2 separate regions of the Sus scrofa genome follow, and region 1 is linked to region 2. Evidence: chromatin contacts called from public Hi-C data. All regions are on one chromosome and are shown on one strand. The core of a region is the stretch at or near the end of the contact, and the rest is flanking DNA. Distances in the headings are between cores, read along the strand shown.

Region 1 (4,200 bases), core at 244-2,743, 72 kb after region 2:
AAGAATTTCTTTAGGATTTGAACAAGATGATTCTTTTGTTTGTTTGTTTGTTTTCTTTTTAGGGCTGTACCTGCGACACATGTAAATTCCCAGGCTAGGGGTTCAAACAGAGCTAAAGCTGCCAACCTAGACCATAGCCACAACACCACTAGATCTGAGCAACATCCTCGACCTACGCTGCAGCCTGTGCCAACGCCAGATCCTTAGACCCACTGAGTGAGGCCAGGGATGGCACCCTTATCCTCATGGATACTAGTCAGGTTCTTAACACACTCAGCCACAGAGAGAACTCCAAGATTATTCTGCATCATATATGCCTTATTTTCATGGTTTAGAGCACAAGAAAATCTGATCACAAAATGATTTAATCCTTTAAAAAATATCAAGATAGAGTGTTTGACCCTAAGATTTTCTGCTACAGCAGAGTTAATAGTTGCCTTCAATTTCGGGGGAAATATTCTAGTTGGCGTGCCCAGTGAGTCCCTTGCTACTTCATTAATTGTGTGAGTCAACATTTTTTTTTTTCAAGGATTTCATCTTTCCTTTCATCTTTCCCTATGTTTCAACTACCTTCCCTCTATAGTTATCCCGGCATAAGGAATGCTAAATTTGGCAACACTCCCATATAAACAGTGGACCAAAGTCTAGCTATTTTTGAACCAAGAAACTTTGCTAATATATTCATGCTTTCATCACCCCCCCCCTTGGTGTGGTAGTTTATGTGTGTGCACACGCATACACACACACAGACACGCACACTTTAATTACTTGTATCTCTCTGGGATCACAGGGATAAGGATTTGAAAGATGTGTTTCCACAGACTTCATCCCTCCTGAAGGATTCAGTGACATGGAAATAGGCTCTTCTATTTCTTCTAAAACTGGGTGTAACTAGAACATATTCTAAAAATAATTGCCTCCCCCTCCCCTCCTAAGAAGCCAAAATAGCACATTTATTTTTTCCTACACCACCTACTCCTCTTTAAAAGATGTTTCATAAAATCTTAGTACTGAAAGGAACATGTAAGGGCCATCTGGGTGGTTCTTTTACTACTCGATCAAACATGATAAATGAAGTCAATAAAGACATATTTACTGTTGAATGAATGACCTAATTTTGTCAAACTCTCAACTTTTTCAATTAGCTTAAGCTTCTCACACTCTAGGTAAAAGCAAAAAACATGAAAACATACAGTCTTTTTTTTAAACACTCAAGAAGTTTGGGTATTTTTTTTTCAAAAGGTCAAGGAAATTGTGGAAGTACGGCCCACTGCTTGGTGCTAAACAAGGACTGATCTAAACAAGGACTGATCTAGAATATTTTCCCCATTTTAGCTGTCATAAACCCCAAGACATAAGTCTAAGATAAATTACTAGCAAAACACAGGGACATACTATCATTCCTTTTCAACCATGTCCTAAAAGGATCGACTTAAATGACTCAGAAGATTCAATTAACAAGATAATTGATTTATCTGCTTAATTGCGACTCCCTCTCAAGGCTACTTTCTGCTTAGCAGGACTGATTTATCCTGTGTTGTGTCTGTCTAAACATTACATTTAAGCAAGGTTTATCTCTAAATCAAAGACTAGATCCAATTTTTAAAACCTGAGATTGTATTTTGTTCTGTTTTGTTCCAAGAAAGAGAGCAATGAAAGACAAAAAGAGATGTGTGTGTGAAATGAGAGTAATTCAGCAGGTAAGAATTGCAAGAAAGAAAATATATTGCTCGGGATCGTTGTAATTTGGTTTGAAGGTCCCCGAGATGATGCAACTCCGGGATCATTCTTTGTTTCCTACCAATTTCAGGTTGCAAAAAGAAAGCAGCATCAAAAAACAGAAAGAAGCAAGTGTTGGGTAGTTTCAATAGGACTTGGCAGCTCCCCCTAACTGGGTTAAAACATGGTTCTGAGCACACTGCTAATAGTGTCAGTCACAAATAATAAGATTCTGCATGGTTTTAGTATCTGGGTCTGATTTCGGTTTATTCTGGGAACAAGCCAATCTGTCAGCCCTGGCAATAGGAAAGGAAAAACCAGCACTGCCTAATATTGCCACCTGCTGGCTGTTAGTGGAATCACATGCTCATTCCTTCTTGGAGAAACTTCCTGTTCTACCAAAACCAAAGACCAAAAACTCTCCAGATTAAAGGCAGACAGACATACAGGTCCACTCACCAAGGATATCCTAATTTTCAAAATCATAGGATTGATAAACTATTAGTAAGCCTTGCATTTATCCTTTTTCACCACCGTGTCACTGTATGATTTGTACCAACGAAGCCAAGCTGAGTGGTATTGCCAATCATTTACTGAGTGATAGGAAGATACGTGGTAGTTTTATAAGTTAAAATATTGCCATTTTTCCTCCTCTTGTAACAATCAAACTTCCAAAACATTCTTCATTGTGCCAAGAATCTATAACCACCCTGAAAAGGAAATAGGACAGAATTTTGAGATCCTGTGTGCCGGACTCAATTCCTAGAGATTGTAGGTAAGAGTTCACCACTGCTGACTTGGTTCTGATTCTTAAGAGGGCAAAGGTCTCTGCAACTATACCAACAATGGAAGTGACTTTTTTTTTTTTTTGAAAGTTAGAACGTTTTATTTGTTTTCAGTAAAATTGAAGGAGCATCTGGTTGGCTGAGTCATCATTGATAATAATTATTGATGATAGCTCATCATATGATTTTTTTTATTACTCAAATGAATTTATCACATCTGTGGTTGTATAATGATCGTAACAATCTGATTTCACAGGATTTCCATCCCACAACCCAAGCACATCCCCCCACCCCCCAAACTGTCTCCTCCGGAGACCGTAAGTTTTTCAATGTCTGTGAGTCAGCATCTGTTCTGCAAAGAAGTTCAGTCTGTCCTTTTTTCAGATTCCACAGGTCAGTGCAAACTGGAAGTGACTTCTTTTTTTTTTTTTTTTTTTTTTTTTTTGTCTTTTGTCTTTTTTGTTGTTGTTGCTATTTCTTGGGCTGCTCCCGCGGCATATGGAGGTTCCCAGGCTAGGGGTTGAATCGGAGCTGTAGCCACCGGCCTACGCCAGAGCCACAGCAACGCGGGATCCGAGCCGCGTCTGCAACCTACACCACAGCTCACGGCAACGCCGGATCCTTAACCCACTGAGCAAGGGCAGGGACCGAACCCGCAACCTCATGGTTCCTAGTCGGATTCGTTAACCACTGCGCCACGACGGGAACTCCTGGAAGTGACTTCTTATGTGAGTCTGAAATGCTGACCATTCGACGCCTGTTTTGGGAGGGTGTAGAAGTAGGAAGGAGACCGATACCAGGATTTAAAGGACATTGATCTTCTTCGCATGTGTCACCCTGGGCCAAGCAACAACGGAAACACAATAGGTGGCAAACCTCAGCTGCAACAGCAGGCATTGTTACAAAGTGGTGTTGAGATGCGGAAAAGACGACAGTCCAAAAGTTCCTGAGATTCTGGACCTTTGGGGAGAGAGGGTTTCATTTTCCATGGTGGACAGCGGAGGCTTGGGGTGTACATACAGCCTTCTCACAATGAAGGGAGATCCAAGAGGAGCTACAACAGGGGGCCGCAGGGCACACCTGCCTCTGCCAGCACGGATCCGAGGCCAGTGGTCACCTTCTCACAGGCCATGTACTGTATGCCAGGTAGCCCGAGGATCAAAGTGAAAAGGAAGAATAGTGCCTTCAAAGCAGCTTACAGTATTTGATGAGACGTATCACCTCCCCTTCTCTGCAGCATTTTCCTCCCACTGCTGGGAGTCCATGTTTTTTGATGAGTACCTGCTTTTTTTCTAGAGATAAGTACTATTCATTTCTGAATCTTTGTAGTGGATTCTCTCTTTCAGACAGATAGTAACACCTCACTTCATATCACTTAAGACAGTAAAAGAAAGGAGCAACTGTATGTTTCTATGTTCATAGAATGCCTGACTCCAAAAGCTCCCAGATATAAAATCGAATCTTTTACTGCTAGATTCTCATCGTGTATAGAAAAATGCTGGTTATAAAATACAAGCTCAACAAACACTAGTGATTGAGAAGGGCAATGGTGGGAGATGAAGAGAGAGAAAGAGAAAGGAAAGACCACTGATTCCACTTTGCTGAACTATCATAAAAAAAGCAAAACCTGGGAGTTCCCATCATGGCTCAGTGGTTAACAAATCCGACTAGGAACCATGAGGATGCGGGTTTGATC
Region 2 (4,038 bases), core at 708-3,207:
CAACCAGGCAGTCACCAGGCTCCACATCCCTTGTTCTTCACTTCAACTCAATGTCTAATATGCCACAGTTGTACAATTAAGGTTTTTCGAATATAAACACAAGTGTCCCCTGGGGTTCCTTGCTGAAAAGGACACTGGCTATTTTAACAGCGATGTGGGCAAGTGCTTGACATCTTATAAGTTCCCCAGATGACTGCGAGCTAAGTCACCTCCCTCCATGAACTGTACAACCCCAAATGCCACTCACTGCGGAGGGGCGGGAGAGATACACAGCTTAGGAGGAGAAGAAGGGGTACAGACAAGGGCTTCAGCTATTCAAAGGGTCTGAGGGGGAAAGAAAGCCTTAGAAGTAATTTGGCTACTTTAGGAACAATACATTTCTACTCGGCATCAAGAGGGAGGCGTGTGAGTGGGTAAAGGGTGAGCAGATGATCAATAGGGAGCAAGCCGGCTGGGCATCTCTTTTCTTTCTCCTCCCCGTGGCCTGACAACGCCTGTCTGTCTGGGTTTCCAACCATCTGTAAAGACCTCAGAGCCGCCACTGTCCTCATGGGCAGAGCGGCGGGGAGGAAGGAGGGGAGCATCGAGTCATTTATCACTGTCGGGAGATGTGCTACCCACAGCAGGACCGGCTTTCTTCCCTGCTGCTCCTGCAGCTAGAGCTGCAAATCTTGAAAAGATGCAGAACATGCACATCGAAAATAACCATTCATCATCGTGGCTCCAGGAGCCCGGGAGCGGCCCCTGCCATCGTAAGGCTGACCCACCCCGCCTTCAGCACTGGACCCCGCAGGAGCTTGGAACTCGAGGCCTTTTCAGGCACCTAATCTCTGTCCCAGCCCATTTCCAGCTTGGACAATCTGCTGAAGTTTGGGGCTAACATTTTCTAAAATGCCATCCAAGTCCCTCCTCTGTCGGCAAAGTCAGACTTACATATTGCTTTCAGCAATCAGACTGCAGCCAAGGTGGCCCGCAATCATTAAATTATGAAAATACAAGTTGCTGGGAGGAAATGAATCTCAGGTTTAACTCGAGAACGGCCTGCTTTCTTGTGAAGTAATTACAAAATTAAAATGTGCTATTTCTCCGGTGAGTATAAGAAGCCTCCTTGGTGAAGTCTATGGCTCAACTGTGACGTCGGGATTTGCACCAAGGCGGGCCGGGGCAATCCTTCTGCGCCCCAAAGACGCGAGGCAGGGACATCTGCAGACAAATTTCCAAAGACTGGGTTAAAAGTGATTAAAATCAAGAAGAGGGACGAGGACAAGGTTTGAATTTTCCAATTACTCTTTAAAACTCAAAAGTCAGGTTGTTAGAAACTGCAGGCTTTCCAAGTCAGACTAATAATGCTGAGCTAATTAGACCCACAGGCATGGCCAACATATAAATTCAGCCCAAAGGAGGGACACTGTCCCTTTAAAAACTGCCTGGGGATCAGTGGAAAAGCTAATGAGGAGTGTCAGTTGGGGCTGCTTTATTAGGTGGTCCTCCAGAGGATAAAGCCTGGGGTTTCTGTAGCAGGGCTTCTGTGCTTGATTCAATAAATCAATTTATATTAAATGCGGGTACAGCTCTGGAGCTGGCTTCATAAAGCATTCCGCGGCGTTTCTCAATCTGCTTATCCACTTCCCTGTCAGCCTGCCTGAACACGCTGTCAGAAGGCATCGAAAAGAGCAATAAAGAACAAGAGGCTGAACCGACGATATTTGTGAAACTCCACCCAGCAGGTCCAGACCATGGCTGCCCCCAGCGAGTTTCTCCCCAGGAAATGTTTGGATTGTTGGTAAGGAGCCCAGTGCTGTGGGGCTGCGGCGCTCAACCCCACTCGGGGCTTCAGGCAGCGGATTGAGAAGAAAGGTCACCCCAAACAGAGTGGGAGGGGTTGGATGGGAAGTAGTTTTTTAATCCGATCGTCAGGGTCTGAAATACTCTCCAAGAACTGAAAGGAAAAGAAAGAGGAATAGAAGTGCCAGCAGCTGGCACAGCCCAGGAGGCTGTGGGGAGAGGCCCGGGGAGAGGGGTGTGCTGCTGTCCAGGGCAGAAATAATGGGTCTTCCTTCATGCTGCCCTGCAGGCTTGCCAATGAGTGACCGCTGCAGACGCATGGTCCCTAAACACTATGACCTATGTCCCTGAAGTTCTGAAAAGTATAAGGAACCCCCCCCGCCGCCCCCCCACAGTGTTAGACTCACAGTCTAGCAGTAGTGGGGCCAGAAGCCAGAGTGCGGCCACACCATCGCACTCTCCCTGTCTGGGCTCAGCTGTCTTTTCTCTTTTTCTTCTTTAACTCTTTGCTGTTGGGACCTTCCGTGACAGACAGCATCTGGCTCTGTCCTCCACCCCAGGTGCACCCGCACCCTTACATTACCCAGATTGCAGTACCATCTGGTAGCACTTTTTGTGCTGACGGAAAGGTTCTCTATTTGCACTGTCCAGTCCAGTGGCCACTAGCTACATGTGGCTCCTGAGCCATGGAGATGTGGCTGGTGTGATTTGGGAAATGAATTTTTACTTTTATTTAAGTTTAACTCATTGAAATTTGAATGGCCACAGTGGCCACTCTGTTGAGAGCACACAGAAGAGAAAAGCTTTCCTGGAGTTCCCTTGTGGTGCAGTGGGTTAAGGACCCAGTGTTGTCACTGCAGTGGGGTCACTGCTGTGGTGCGGGTTCCATCCCTGGCCCAGGAACTTCCGCATGTGTGGCCAAAACAACAAAAACACACACATAAATCTTTCTTTTGCCTTCCTAAAAGAAGTGAGTCCCGGGAGAAAAAAAAAATGGTGGTGGACCCTACTCTGTTCCCAGGGGAAAATTCTCCAAAGTACTCTTAGTTTCATGGGAAATAAAGGAGGGATCAATTACCCTGATGTGTCATCAAGTTAAAATCTTAAAGAATTAAGGCCTGCAAGAGATAAAAATGAAAGTTTACCATCAGTGAAGCCTCTGTAGTAGAATCTGTCTTTTCCAGAAGCTCTGAAAAGCAAAGTCCATCCCCCACCAGGCATGGAGGCTGGCCGTGAGCAGCAAAGCGAGTATTTTATAAATGAGAGACCTAGGCCCAGGATTTGCCCAAGGCCCCAATACCAGTACCCAAGGAGCTTGTCTCCCAAGACAGTACTGTCTTTCCTAAGCAAGCCAGGCCATCTGAAGTTACCAGGCCAGCCTTCCCCCTGAAATAAGACCATTATAAATGTTAAAAAGGCTCTGCTTAAAGAAAGTATTCTGATGTAGTTTACTCTTAACCAGAACCATCTGGAAGCAATCTTGCATTCACATGATGGACTTCTCATCCTCTTTGGCCCTCGCTCTCGCTACAAATCCCATCAGCCCAGGAACAGCTGCTGGAGAATCTGGCCCGACGCCAGGGGTGCAGCTACAGCCCCCTCTCGGGTCCTCCTGGGCCCCCAGCTTGCTCATCACCCCCATGCGGCCGGACGCAGAGCACGAAGAACATGGATCCTACATGAGAAAGCAAAATCACCAGCGGTCACGGGAGCGGGGACTTGGTGCCACAAAGCCAGCTGTGAGAAGCTGTTGTTTCGGCTCGGTAACACAGACGCTCGCTGGCAGATTGTGGCCTGAGACAGCACAGAGGGCTGTGGGTCAGGACACTCTGCTCACACTGCCAGCTAGTGTGCCTCGTGCAACAGCGGCTGCACACAAAGGGCTGGGGAGGAGGGGAACAGACTCGCACCGGAGTTCAAGGATGGGGTTCTGGCACCAAGACCAGGGACACCAGGCACAGAAAGTGAGAGCTGGGACACATCAGGGACCAACTCGGCACCGGAGGTGTTGGTGGAAAATGCCTTTGTAAGTCAAACCACTGTGTGCAAACTATCTGAGCGGAGGGGGAAAGGCCGCCAGGGAAGAGCCAGATTTCATTAGGAAGGTCCTGGTGACAATAACCTTTTGTCCTCTACACAGTCTGGGCCTGCCAAGCTGCCTCACGGTCTCCAAGAAAGCATGAGGGTGGGAGAGAAAGGATCCCCATCAGGAGGCAACAGCCTCATCCTTAATTATGAGACAAGCCTTCCCAG

What was found. A called contact is a pair of places that touch in the nucleus more often than the background predicts.
Region 1: a contact with region 2 is called in a Hi-C map of fetal skeletal muscle, with 2.4 times the contacts expected there. A contact is called at or near these places in 10 of 47 Hi-C or Micro-C datasets (alveolar macrophages, brain, embryonic fibroblasts and 6 more) and 2 of 2 datasets of targeted methods (alveolar macrophages and skeletal muscle).

What each region holds. Positions count from the first base shown.
Region 1 is chr5:27,432,973-27,437,172 of Sscrofa11.1, forward strand. The region is part of intron 3 of PPM1H (protein phosphatase 1H); the gene reads right to left. Among named protein-coding and RNA genes, the nearest start is that of PPM1H, 140 kb to the right of the region's middle.
Region 2 is chr5:27,360,429-27,364,466 of Sscrofa11.1, forward strand. The region is part of intron 6 of PPM1H (protein phosphatase 1H); the gene reads right to left. Among named protein-coding and RNA genes, the nearest start is that of MIRLET7I, 110 kb to the left of the region's middle.